3 separate regions of the Oryctolagus cuniculus genome follow, and regions 1 and 2 are each linked to region 3. Evidence: chromatin contacts called from public Hi-C and Micro-C data. All regions are on one chromosome and are shown on one strand. Each heading gives the region's core, a stretch centred on a gene start, on an enhancer-like site or on the middle of the called end of the contact. The rest is flanking DNA. Distances are from core to core; before and after follow the strand shown. Region 1 holds the start of AP3S1 (adaptor related protein complex 3 subunit sigma 1). Region 2 holds the start of CDO1 (cysteine dioxygenase type 1). Region 3 holds the start of TMED7 (transmembrane p24 trafficking protein 7).

Region 1 (3,998 bases), core at 258-2,757, 180 kb before region 3:
AAGACAAATGCAATTTATCAAAGACTGATAAACAGACACGTCTTCTAGGACCCCACTTCTACACAGCCAGTAACCAACACATTTTTTTTTTAATACTTTGCAGCTCGCTGCTCCCATCTCAGGAGCACTGTCACTCATGCGCCACCAAAAATGCCACCTGAGCCCCACTGCTGCCCCAAGTGCCTCTGCCCACGCTGACCGTGACGGCAACCGACGGAGGACAGCGAAACTGCACTTCCATCCCCGCGGGGCAGGAGAAAGACCCGGTCCTAAACCCGCACGGCACGAGTGGATCCACTGCCCGTATTGGGGACGCTGCTCACTGCGGAACTGTAGTTCATTCTACACCTGAGGAAGTTTGTTTCTGAATTCTTTCTATGATGGCACCGGCGAAACGGCCAGGAGAGACTGTCAACAAAGGCGAGTACTGTATGCGAAGCAAAAGGGAAACAATTTAGTGGCTTTTTTTTTTTCACTCGGACGGAGCAACCAGAATCTCATCCTGGATGAAAATGACGGTGGAATTCGGCGGCGCGTTCCGATTCAGGTTGGACGGGGCGGGGGGCCTGGAAGCGACTCTTCATTGCTGGCCCCAGCACACAGCCCAGCAGCCCGGATCGCTCACTCCAGCTAACGCCTCCGCGTCCGCGGCAGCGTTTCCAGCACTTGTCAAGGCAGCAACGACCCCCATCTGGGGCTGTCGTCTGCCCTCGCACGAGCCGCGGGGGCGTCTCGGGCACCCCGACACCACACGACAGGCGCACCTCCCGCTAGCCCTAGCCGGCGGCCCGGGCCCACCCACCCTCCCGCACTCGTCAGCAGCGCCCAGCGTTATTTCCGCTTCCCAAAGACACGCTGTCACCGGCACTGCTATTCACCAGAGGCGAAACTGTGCACCAGGGCCAACTCCCTCCCGCAGGAATACGCCAGGCCGGAGGCTGCGACCGCGGCTCCCGGGCGGCGCGGACAGGACCCGCAGGTCCTCACCGCAGACACCGCCGGGTCGCCCGGGCTCGGGGCCAGGGGCGCACGCCCCGGAGGCCGCACCGAGCGCGGAGGCCAGGGGCGGCCCCCGGAGCAGAGCAGCCGGCCGGCGCACCTGCCGGGGCCGCGGCCGCCAGGGCCCGCGCCGCCGCCGGGGAGCCACGTCCGAGGCCGGGGGCGGCGGGGCGGGGGCGGCCGGCTCCCGCCCACCCGACGCGGACAACCCCGAGCCCCAGGCCCGCCGCGCGCCGGAGGGGGTCGCTCCGAGGCGGCGGCCGCCAACGACTGCCCCTCGGCCGGCCCGCGGCGGCCGGACACTCACGTAGGGCTGGTAGAACTTGGAGAGCCGCGGCTTCCCGTGGTTGTTGAAGATAAGGATCGCCTTGATCATGGCTGGGCCGCGCCGGGCCGACCCGGTGGGCGCTGGCGGCCGGGGCGGGGGCGGGCGCGCGAGCCTCGCCTCAGGATCTGGCCGGCGAGCCTTCCCCACCCGCCCCCTGCCACGCGCGCGCGCGCGCTCCCGAGCCGCGGGGCGGGGCCTCGGTGGGGCGGGGCCGGGAGGGGCGGGGCTGGCTCCGAGGAAGCGGAAACATGGACCGGGCGGGGCCCACAGGGCGCGGGGTGTCTGCGCGCTGGGCCGCCCAAGAGGACTTTACCCACGACCCCCTTCCCGAATGTCTCTCTCCGGAGTAGACATTATCCGCTACCTTAACGGTCAGAGCCAGCGACAGCTCGATTTGGGGGACTCACCGGCGACCCCAACTTCCACTGTCGGGTCAGACTCCCCTACAGCTGAGCGTCCTTTGAGACACTCCACGTGCAGGGCCCGCCCCCCGCACGTGCTCAGCCGTCACTTCCGCCCCCCGCTGCCTCCCAGGGAAGATGGCGGAGGAGCCGGAGGCAGTGTTGCCTCTTCCTCCGCTCGCTGCTGCTGCTGGCGGCGAAGGACTCCCGGAGGGCTCCCCGGAAACAGCCACGCCGGAGCCCCCTTCTTCCGCTGCCGTCTCCCCGGGGACGGAAGAGCCTCCTGGCGACACCAAGAAGAAAAGTAATTTGGGGAGCTTCCTTGTGGGCAGGGAGGTGGGTGGTTAGACGCGCGCGGCTGCAGGGGTGGAGGCCGATAAAGAAGCGAAATTCAGAAAGCAGGCGGTGAGCGCTCTCTGAGGGAGCGCCCCTCGCGGGAGCCCGCTCGAGCGCTCGGGGGCGCGCAGCCGGGCCCGGACCACCGCGTCCGGCCGGGCAGCGCAGCCTGGGCCAGCCCGCCCGCGTCTGCAGGTGCGCGCCGGCTGAGGTCTCGGCAGCTCTGCGCACTAGCCGAGGAGCGCCTCGTCTGAGTAATGATCAAGGCGAAAAGACTTAGAATTCCTGCCCTCCACCCGTCCGGGGTTTTCCCACGGTTGAGCGTAAATTCACTTCTTGCACCAAAAACAAAAAAAAAACCTGGAATTTTACGCAGCGCGAGAACCGCCAAGGAAACAGTAAAGGCAGAGGCGCGCTCTGCCCGAGAGTGTGGGCCCTCTGCCGGCGAGATGGGCCCTCGAGAGTTCGCGTGCCCCTGTGAACTGCGGGGTGCTCTGGGGTGGGCTGTCCTGAGCGCTCTGCAGCGTGGGAGCTGCCCGCAGGACAGACGAAAGCCGGCTGGAATCCCGAGGTTGCCTCGTCGCGGGCGGCGCTCCCTCCGGCCCTTCCCGCCCTGTGGGCCCCCGGCGCGGCCCTGACCCCGGCGACCCGGCCCTTCCCTCCCTGCGGACCCCCGGCGCGGCCCTGACCCCGGCGACCCGGCCTCTCCCGCCCCGCGGACCCCCGGCGCGGCCCTGACCTCAGGGACCCGGCCCTTCCCTCCCTGTGGACCCCCGGCGCGGCCCTGACCTCAGGGACCCGGCCCTTCGTTCCCTGTGGACCCCCGGTGCCGCCCTGACCCCGGAGACCCGGCCCTTCCCTCCCTGTGGACCCCCGGTGCAGCCTGGACGCCGGGGACCCGGCCCCTCCCGCCCTGCGGACCCCCGGTGCAGCTCTGACCTCAGGGACTCGGCCCCTCCCGCCCTGTGGTCCCCCGGCCCGGCCCTGACCCCGGGGACCCCCGGTGCGGCCCTGACCCTGGGACGGTCCCGTCGCTCCCCCGCGGTGCGCTGGGGTCATTTCTGTAGACACCCACCGCGGTATTTCTCCAGCAGAACCCTGGAACTCACAGAACTCTGGCTGTTTTTTTCTTCTAGTTTACCATAAGCAGGGGCAAACTTCGAATTTGCTGTTGTGATATAAAACTTGGTTTCTAGCGAGGAAGAAAGGTGTTTGAAGCAGGCCAGGGTTCTCCCAGCCGCGAGGCAGGGTGAGCGGGGGAGATGGTGGACCTAGCAGCCGCCCGCTCCGAGGGCTGAGTAGCTGGTGCTGACCGTCCCCGGGCTGGGCTGTGCCGTCTGGCTGCGGAGGAGTGAGCACCTGTGGAGTAAGAGCCGCTGTGATGCAGCTGGACCCTGCTGGGGCCTTGAGCGGCCCTGCTCCTGCTGCAGTCCCGCCCCTCCTGGGGATGCCTGGTTGAGGCTGAGCTGTGGGCTTGGCTGACAGAATCCCCTCTGCTGTCTCCAGTGCGTCCCTCTTCCCCAGGTGACTAAAGCTGGGGTCCCTAAGTAGCTCTGGAGCTGAAGGCTAAGTGGGAAGAAACCAGCGCCCTGGGTGCTTGGCAGGAATAAACTCGAATAAATTGGGTCTGACTCATTGCGTCTCAGCTTTGAATGCCAGAGCAGCAAGGCTGTTAATAGGATGGAGCTAACTTGGGGTTTTGCATTTCGTTGTTGATTCCCTTTTCATTTTCCTTATTTAAGGAGAATAACTTTCTTCGTGCGACAGATTCCTGGTCTTCGGGTTTGTGTCATCTATACCTTGGGTCTTTGAAATCTTGTGATTTCTCAGACTTATTTCTGGTTCCTCGTTGTGTTTTATTGTCAGTAACTTACTGTTTTCCTTTATTTAAAAGTATATAGCAGAAGACTAGGTAGTTAGGAAAAATGTAAGTA
Region 2 (4,187 bases), core at 665-3,164, 160 kb before region 3:
GTTCGCAGCCCCCAAAGAGTGACGAATGCTCAGGCTCCAGTTGTCAATGCAAAGAAATTGCCAATCTGAGAGGAAAGCAGGTGCTAGACTTTAAAATTTGAACATGTTGGCCGGCACCGTGGCTCACTTGGCTAATCCTTTGCCTGCGACACTGGCACCCCGGGTTCTAGTCCCAGTTGCGGCGCTGGATTCTGTCCCAGTTGTTCCTCTTCCAGTCCAGCTCTCTGCTGTGGCCCGGGAAGGCAGTGGAGGATGGCCCAAGTGCTTGGGCCCTGCACCTGCATGGGAGACCAGGAGGAAGCACCTGGCTCCTGGCCTCGGATCGGTGGCACAGCGCACTGGCCGTGGCAGCCATTTGGGGGGTGAACCAACGGAAAAAGAAGACCTTTCTCTCTCTCTCACTTTGCCTGTAAAAATAAATAAATAAAAATTTGAACATGCTGAAATGGCCTTGTAGAATACAGGCAGAAGGAAAGGAAGGGAATTAATCCAAAGGGTCTGTATTGGGGGAGCTGGAACCATGGAACCAACTTCTGGAGGCTGGCACAGGAATCCAGCCGCAATGAAACAGACTGAAGGAGAGCAGCAAGCTTTGCACGGAGGTGAATCCTGAGAGGAATGGAGGCAGAGACGCTGCAGTGACAGAGAGGGGCAGTGGTGCTGGCGAGGTCCCCGCAGAGCCCCGGCGCCCGGCTGCAACAGGTGGAACCTCTGGACAGGAGTTGCAAACACTGAAGTGGCAGAGGGTGTCAGACTGCACCCAGCTGTGAGAATGGGGAGGCGCCAGGTGGAGGCTGACACTGCCTGCGGGCCAGGGGAGGGTTTAAGAGCACAGCCGGTGAGGAAACGCGAGTGTGAGTGACCAGCAGAGATCCTCGAGGACACTGAAGATCCGCGAGGGACTGGAGAACGCAGAAAGTGAACCGTCAGAGGAGTGCCAGATATGCAATGCGAAGCCTAAGCTCGTATTTGATTTCTGTTGCCGGTTCCAAAGAGGAATGGGTTAGGAGAGCTGACGATAGGGAATTAAGGTGCTCCAAAATTGAGAAGACAAAAGTGTGCAAGTCAGTGACTCCCGCAATACCCTGAAGGGCACCTGCGGCGGCCAGTTCTGCGGGAGTCCAGGATTTACAGTCCTGAGTCGGAATCATGCCCTAGGAACCCACACTTGCATTTCCTCCTCCACGTGTTTCTTCTCATTTCAACCTGGTGTAACTCGCGGCGCTCCCCAGGCACGCGAGGCGGGACCCACGACACGCAAATGTGTCTCGGTATGCGTGACCCCAGAGGCGCAGGCCCCGGACCCCCGCCCGCGGCCGCCAGCAGTCAGTGGCAAGGTGAGAGTCCCCCACCGGATACACCGCTGGGCAGCGTCTGAGACTACAGCCAGAGGCTCCTGGGGGCTGGCTCTCCACCTTCTCACCCTGGAGAGACCCCAGCCGCCTCTGTGCAAACGCGACCGACGTCCCGGCTCTGCGTCTCAGTCCAGACACCGGCCCCTGCCTCGGACCCCAGCCAAGCTCCCAGGCGACCGAGCAGCCGCGCCCAGCCCCCTCTGGATTCGCTGACCCCCAACGAGTCTTCAGCTGCGTTTGGCAGGAGGGGGTCCGCCCATGCCCCGGGCCGTCCTCCCCAATCCTTCCTCCGCGGCCCTTTCTGTCCACGTCTGGGCAGGGGGCCGCCTGCGGGGAGGCTGCGCGGGCGCGCGCTGTGGTGGGCGGGCAGACCGCGCGGTTGAGGAGGGGGCGAGGTGCCCGAGCCCTGCCGCGGGCGCAGGGCCGCGGGAGACAGCGGGGCGCTTGGCAGCGCCCGCAGCGAGCGGGAGCCCCGGGCTGTGCGCATGGGGGCCTGGTCGGCACGCCCTCCCCGCCTCCGCCGCTTTTCCGGGGTGGCTCCCACTCGCTCCACCCCCCGAGGGCCGATGGTTCAGTCCCGAGGCTTAAAAGCGGCCCGGGAGGACGCCCTCGGCGGAGTTGATGCGGGTTGGCGAGCGCCGCGCTGCCTGCGGTGGCGTCTCGATCGCGGGGGCCAGGGAGTAGTCGGTGCGTGCGGGCTGCGCCTCTGTGTGCCGGTGCGCGCCTGGGCCCCTAGCCCGCAGCCGCAGCGAGACGCGCGCCTGGGCCCCCGGGATGGAGCCGACCGAGGTGCTGAAGCCACGAAGCCTGGCCGACCTGATCCGCATCCTGCACCAGCTCTTCGCCGGCGACGAGGTCCATGTGGAGGAGGTGCAGGCCGTCCTGGAGGCCTACGAGAGCGACCCCGCCGAGTGGGCGCTCTACGCCAAGTTCGACCAATACAGGTGAGCGCGCCGCCCCGGCCGGGCCTTGGGTCCGCCGAGGGGGCGCAGGGCCCTAGCTCGCGCAAGGTGGACGCTGCCGGCCTCGCTGGTGGAGACCGAGGCGGCCCGGCGCGCGGCAGGCTCGCCCGCAGCTCCGTGGACGCCCGCGGCGGTGCGTCGGGCCTCTGCCTGGCGACACTGCGCCCTGGCTGCCCTCACCCACGCGCCTTCGTGACCGCCGACCTGCCGGGTGCCCGGTTGGTCACATCAGCCACCGGGTTTCAGACTGAATGCGGCGTTTCCAGCGGGGCACGAGCCGCCTCCTCATCCCGTGGTGCAGGCTGGAGACGCGCTTCCCGCGCGCCGCGGAGAAGCGGGGTCCCGGCCGGCCTGGGGCGCGGGCGGAGCTGCGTGTCCGCGGGGCAGCAGCTCCTGCGTCCGCAGGGCCGGTCGGGGAGGGGAGGGAGGGAGCAGAGGGAGGAAAACAAGCCCAGAGTCCGGTTTGTTTTTCTTGGAGGCGGTTTTCGTGAGTGCTGTGAGGTTTCCTCGGCCTTCCTCTCTGTTGGAGGACCTGCATTGGGAAAAGCGAGTCCAACTTAGGAGCCCACTGCCCACCTGCAGGTAGCAGTTCCCTGGGCCCCTGTCGGCCCGGCTCGTGGTCGGTCCAGCTGTGGCTGGGAGTGACGCTGCTACAGTGTCCACACTCTCAAGTGCTGCCCGTGTGCTCTGCAGGTGAACAAGGGCTTGCGGGGGCCAGGACCCTCCTCAGAAAGGCCCGTCGTGTCCCTGGTCACCGGCGGAGGATGGTAGGCAGGCAGCAGGCTGCGTGACCCACACAGACTGCCTCTGTCGGAGCTCGGGACGGCGGGGCTGTTCCAACTAACCCCGGCGCGCGGCGCTGTAACAGGCGGATAGCGCGGCAGAGGGACTTTGAAAAAGCCCATGGAAAAATGGAATTAAAGGAAGTTTACTTGGGTGCAGAAAAAGCTTGCTCTCAGAGGCGGGCATTGGGCATGCTGGGTGGGAGGCCCCTGTCCCCCAGCCACCAGAGTCCTTGCGATTCACTCTGGCTCCTGGACGCAGCTTCCTGCTGGAGCAGACCCTGCAGGGTGGCGGGAGGATCAGCGGGGTGGGGTCCTGCCATCTGGGTTGTTCCTGGCAGCTGGCCTGGCCCAGCTCTGGCATTTGCAGGCATTCCGAGACTGAACCAGCAGTCTACCCTCTCCACCCTCTCACTTAAATAAAGAAAGGCTTGAAGATGTCTGGAAATCAACGTGTGGTTTTATCATAATAGGCATTTTTACTGTGAACGTTTTGCAGATCTCTTGTGTATCTGACTGGCTTATTATTGTCCAAGCGTTATTGACTAACCAGACTGGTTTGTACCAGCTCTTAATTTTTGGAACAAGGTCATTTCCAGGGGCCTTGAGTTATTTTTTTTCTTTGCAAGTGGATTTTTCAAATATTTATTTTATTTATCTGAAAGGTAGGATTAGAGAGAGGGAGAGTCAGAGGGAGAGACCTTCCAAGCACTGGTTCATGATCCACATGGCTGTAACAGCTGGGGCTGAGCCAGGTCGAAGGCAGGGCTCCAAGCACTTGGGCCATCCTCTGTGGCTTTCCCAAATGCATTTGCAGGGAGCTGGATTGGAAGTGGAGCAGCCAGGACTCAAAGCAAACCAGTGCTCATATGGGGTGCCATAGAGCCATGGTTTAACCGGCTGTGCCACAGCGCTGGCCCCTTGTGAGTCTTGATTGCGAGCTCTGAACTGCAGCTGGTGGGGTTGGCGGATCTGCGGGGCCGTGGCTGCCGCTCATGCAGAGGCGGGCTGGGGTCCTGAGCAGGCAGTTTCGGAGGAGAGGGCTGAGGGGAATGAGCTGCCTCTAGGACTCTGCACTGAGTGGACGC
Region 3 (4,422 bases), core at 424-2,923:
TGGAGGCACGAAGAGCGGAAACTTCACCATGACGGGGTTCAGGAGGTGGGCGCAGTGCGAGGCGTGGGGCACCGGGGCCGCGCCTGCAGAAGGCGGTGGCCGCAGGGCGCTGGCTGTACGGCTAAGGCGGGCACAGGCTCTTCCCTCCTTGGCTGGCCACAGGGCCTTCGTCTGCACTGGCGCCATCACCGCCAGCCTCTCCAGGATGAACCAGCACACGGCTCTCCTTGCACCGTGAGTCTCCAAGACCTGGAGCAGTGCTGGGGGCCAGCCCTGGGCGCAGCGGGTAAAGCCCACCTGGGGCGCCGGTTCGAGTCTCAGCTGCTCCACTGCCCCGTCCCATCTCCCTGCTAATGCTCCTGGGAAAGCAGTAGAAGACGGACCAAGTGCTTGGGCGCCTGCACCCACGTGGGAGACCTGGAAGAAGCTCCTGGCTTCGGATCGGCACATCTCCAGCCATTGTGGCCAGCTGGAGAGTGAATCAGCGGATGGAAGATCTCTGTCTCTCACTTCCCCCTCTCTGTAACTCTGCCTTTCAAGTAAATAAATACATCTTCAAAAAGAATTAAAAGAGCAGTGTCCCTTGTCCAAGGTCACAGCGCTAGTAAGCAGAACCCTCTTTTCAACTTTCAAATTCAGCCTTTTTCCCAGGCACGCGCACAAACAGCGCTAGCTTCTGGTTCTCCCTGCGGCTGAGCCCCCGGGGGTCTCCTCCATCCCCGCCCCCCACCGTAGGGCGACAGGTGCCCAGGCCTCTGGGGGACGAGGGGCGGCCCCGCACCGCCCCCCCCCCGGCCTGGCCCCTGCCTTCTGCTTCCGTATATCCATCGTGCAGGTGCCGCCTCCCGGTGCCCGTGCACAGTAGGCAGCGCCACCAGCTAGGTCACCCGCCTGCCCGGTGCTCTACACACACTTCTTGTTTAGCAGAGGTGTATCTGGTACTTACTGCACTGTGCATGCCCCAGACACTGACACCTGCAGTAACCCTTCCTGGTACGCGCCGCGTCATTGCCCTTATTCACGGAGGCAGAACCCGAGTCAAGAGCCCCGGCGCCCGCAGCCGGGCACAGAAGCCGCCAGCCGCGGAGCGCCCCGCCCAGGCCAAGAGGCCACGCCCACTTCCGGGCCCGCCCCTCGCCCGGACCGCCGGCCGCGCCCACTCCAGGCCCCGCCCCTCACCCGAACCACCGGTCGCGGCCACTTCCGGCCCCGCCCTCCAGGCCCCGCCGGCCCCACCCCTCGCCCGGGACCCGCCGGCCACACCCCCTCCAGGCCCCCGCCCACCCGCCGCCTCGCCCCGCCCCGCGGCCACGGCGGGGGCGGAGTCGACGCTTCGCGGTCTTCCACGTACACTCGACGACACCTCCCGCCTGAGGCGAGCACATCCGGGTCGCTGGAGCAGGTGCCTCCGGCCCCGCCCCTTCCCGCCCCCGCGCACCCTCACTTCCGGCTAGCTCGGGCCCTTTCCGCTTGTTGGCTGCCGGTCCTCTCTCAGCTCCCTGGTCGTGCCCGGTTCCTGGCCCCGGCCGCTCGACGCCCCTCGTCGAACCCCGGCGGCGACTCCCCGCACCCGGGGCCCGGAGCGGCCTGCCCTGCGCCTGGAACGGCCCGCAGCCTGCCGCGGCGGGGAGCCGAGCAGCGCCGACTCCGTCGAGGCCACCGCCGTGTCGGGATGCCGCGGCCTGGGTCCGCGCCGCGCCGCTGGGGCTGCCGGCTGCCGGCGCCGCCGCCGCCGCTGCTGCTGCTGCCGCTGCTGCTGCTGCTGGTGCCGGGGCCCGGCGGCGCCTCGGAGATCACCTTCGAGCTGCCGGACAACGCCAAGCAGTGCTTCTACGAGGACATCGCCCAGGGCACCAAGTGCACCCTGGAGTTCCAGGTAGCGCGGGCCTGCGGGCCGCCGGCGTCCCCTTGCCAGCCTCGCGCGTGCCGAGACGCGTGGACTGCGGGGAAGCCCCTCTTCGGAAACAGTTGCTTTATCCAAAGGACAGCAGTCCTCCTAAAAGCCGCTCCTCCCCCCGTGGCCAGTGTCCACCCGCCCCGCGAGCGCACCTGCGCGTCCCCAGCGTGGCAGGGCTGCCCCGGTCCGGTCAGGGGTCAGTACGGCTCCTGGCGCTGGAGGAGTGCCCGGCGCGAGCGCCTGCCGAAGGGGGCGTAGAGGGCGCCCCCTCCTGAGCCTCGGGCCTCCGTGGAGTGGACACTGGCTTAGCGGCACGTGGTTTCCTGCTGGCCTCTCTTAGGCTCCTCCGAGTGCCGGTGATGCAGCCGCCAGAGCCGAGCTCGCGGAGCGGTACCCGGGGTCTGGTCGGGCCACGGGGTCCCTGAGGGCCTCCTCTCGGAGCGGAGGGTGATGTGCAGGGTCCGGCGTGGGGCGCCGAGGGTGTGCTGCCTGTGCCCGGCCGGCGTCCCGTCCCGCTTCCTGCTGGAGTCCGACGCCCCTGCGGGAGACCCAGATGAAGGTCCAGTCCCCTGGCTTCGGCTTGGCCCAGTCCAGGCCATTTTGGCTTTTTGGGCGGGTTGTCTGTCTATTCCTCTCTCGGTGTCACTTTGCCTTTCAAATAAATAACTGAAATTTTTTTTAAAATAAGAAGGATGGTTGATAGAGGCCTTGGTAAGGGAGGAGGGAGGCTGACCCGTGGTTGACACACGGAGCAGGAGGACCCTGACGGCGTCCAGGGGACTGCGGATGAGGAGCCGGGAAGAGGCCAGCAGGGCCCGGCCAGGTAGTGCCTTGCTGGCCACTTAAGGATTTGGTTTGTCCCGACAGCGCCGGAAGCCATCAGAGAGTTGTCCAGGGGGACACCTTGTGCGGTGAGGTGTGGTGGGTGGGGAAGACTGGTCAGGAGGTCACTGGGTGGCCCAGGCAGAGAATGGTGGTGGCGTAGCCGAGGGTGGCGGCCGTGGGGAAGGAGGACAGAGGGAGGGTTGGAGAGACGGAGTAGCCGCCCACAGGACTTGGTGGGGCGTGAGACGCGGTGACCACTTCTGCAGGTCTTGGTCATGGGTGCCCACGCTGCACTTCCTGCTCCGCGCACTACAGCAGCTGCGCACGTGTAGACAGTTGGCCCAGCCTTTCAGGTAGATTGGCTAGTTTTTAGGAAAGTTTTATATGAAGCGGGTGCAGTCCTTCCTTCCCGTTTGCTGATGGAACTGAGGCTTAGACAGGCCAAGACCCGAGGTCACCAGCTGGCGAGTAGCAGAGTCAGTGTGCAGACTCGTTAATCCTCGCTGAGCACCTCCTTCTGCTACATCCCGAAGGTGTGGCCTGGCCATGGCCTCGGGAGCCTGCCTGGCACATGTGCTGTACCGTGTTGAATGCAGCAGTGCGCGCATCCAGTGGGTACAGTGCTGCCAGGCGGTGGTGGCGCTCAGCCTGCAAGGACCAACGGGGGTCGCCCTGCACGGCGCCCGGGGCGGGAGGAAGAGGCACCAGAGGCACACGGGTGTGTGTGAGCTCTGGCGGGCTTGAAGTGAGGCGCATGGGTGTGTGTGAGCCCTGGCAGGCTTGAAGTGAGGCTCATGGGTGTGCGTGAGCCCTGGCATGCTTGAAGTGAGGCGCACGGGTGTGCGTGAGCCCTGGCATGCTTGAAGTGAGGCGCACGGGTGTGTGTGAGCTCCGGCAGGCTTGAAGTGAGGCGCACGGGTGTGTGTGAGCTACAGCAGGCTTGAAGTGAGGCGCATGGGCGTGTGTGAGCTCCGGCAGGCTTGAAGTGAGGTGCACGGGTGTGCGTGAGCTCCGGCAGGCTTGAAGTGAGGCGCACGGGTGTGCGTGAGCCCTGGCAGGCTTGAAGTGAGGCACATGGGTGTGCGTGAGCTCCGGCAGGCTTGAAGTGAGGCGCACGGGTGTGTGTGAGCTCCGGCAGGCTTGAAGTGAGGCACACGGGTGTGCGTGAGCCCTGGCAGGCTTGAAGTGAGGCGCACGGGTGTGTGTGAGCTACAGCAGGCTTGAAGTGAGGCGCACGGGTGTGCGTGAGCTCCGGCAGGCTTGAAGTGAGGCACACGGGTGTGCGTGAGCCCTGGCAGGCTTGAAGTGAGGCGCACGGGTGTGCGTGAGCCCTGGCAGGCTTGAAGTGAGGCACACGGGTGTGCGTGAGCTCCGGCAGGCTTGAAGTCAACCCGAGCTCTGCTGCCAGAGTTGCCAGTTGACTCAGAAATGCAAGGCACAGTGGCAGTCGGAGGACCTCGGGGAGTTTGTGGACACTACTCATCCCAGCAAGACTGATGAGTTGTGCCTGGTGTCCGTGAGATCCTGCCCCTGCCCGCCACGGGCTCTGCTGCTGAGACAGGCTACGGAGCAGGAATATGGTGATGTAACTGCAAGTGTTTAAGCACTCAGCCAAGACACCTTTGGACCCCTGGTTCTGGGGTGTTCTTTGTGTGTTGGGTGATTCCTAGTCTGAGAGGGAATGGCTCTGGCCAGACATC

Evidence for each region. Hi-C and Micro-C count contacts between places; a contact is called where the count stands out from the background.
Region 1: a Micro-C map of ear pinna shows a contact between it and region 3, with 4 times the contacts expected there. The contact joins the promoter of AP3S1 here to the promoter of TMED7 in region 3. A contact is called at or near these places in 4 of 6 Hi-C or Micro-C datasets (ear pinna, psoas muscle, skin fibroblasts and 1 more).
Region 2: a contact with region 3 is called in a Hi-C map of liver, with 4 times the contacts expected there. The contact joins the promoter of CDO1 here to the promoter of TMED7 in region 3. A contact is called at or near these places in 4 of 6 Hi-C or Micro-C datasets (ear pinna, liver, skin fibroblasts and 1 more).

What each region holds. Positions count from the first base shown.
Region 1 is chr6:6,048,687-6,052,684 of mOryCun1.1, reverse strand. AP3S1 (adaptor related protein complex 3 subunit sigma 1) reads right to left here and starts at 1,507. Exons shown (of 7, transcript XM_070076018.1): 1 at 1,307-1,507. The coding sequence starts at 1,375. ATG12 (autophagy related 12) reads left to right here and starts at 1,556. Exons shown (of 4, transcript XM_051844094.2): 1 at 1,556-2,032. The coding sequence starts at 1,867.
Region 2 is chr6:6,030,991-6,035,177 of mOryCun1.1, reverse strand. It overlaps CDO1 (cysteine dioxygenase type 1), which reads left to right and starts at 1,914. Exons shown (of 5, transcript XM_017340994.3): 1 at 1,914-2,299. The coding sequence starts at 2,130.
Region 3 is chr6:5,870,048-5,874,469 of mOryCun1.1, reverse strand. TMED7 (transmembrane p24 trafficking protein 7) reads left to right here and starts at 1,673. Exons shown (of 3, transcript NM_001204345.1): 1 at 1,673-1,876. The coding sequence starts at 1,673.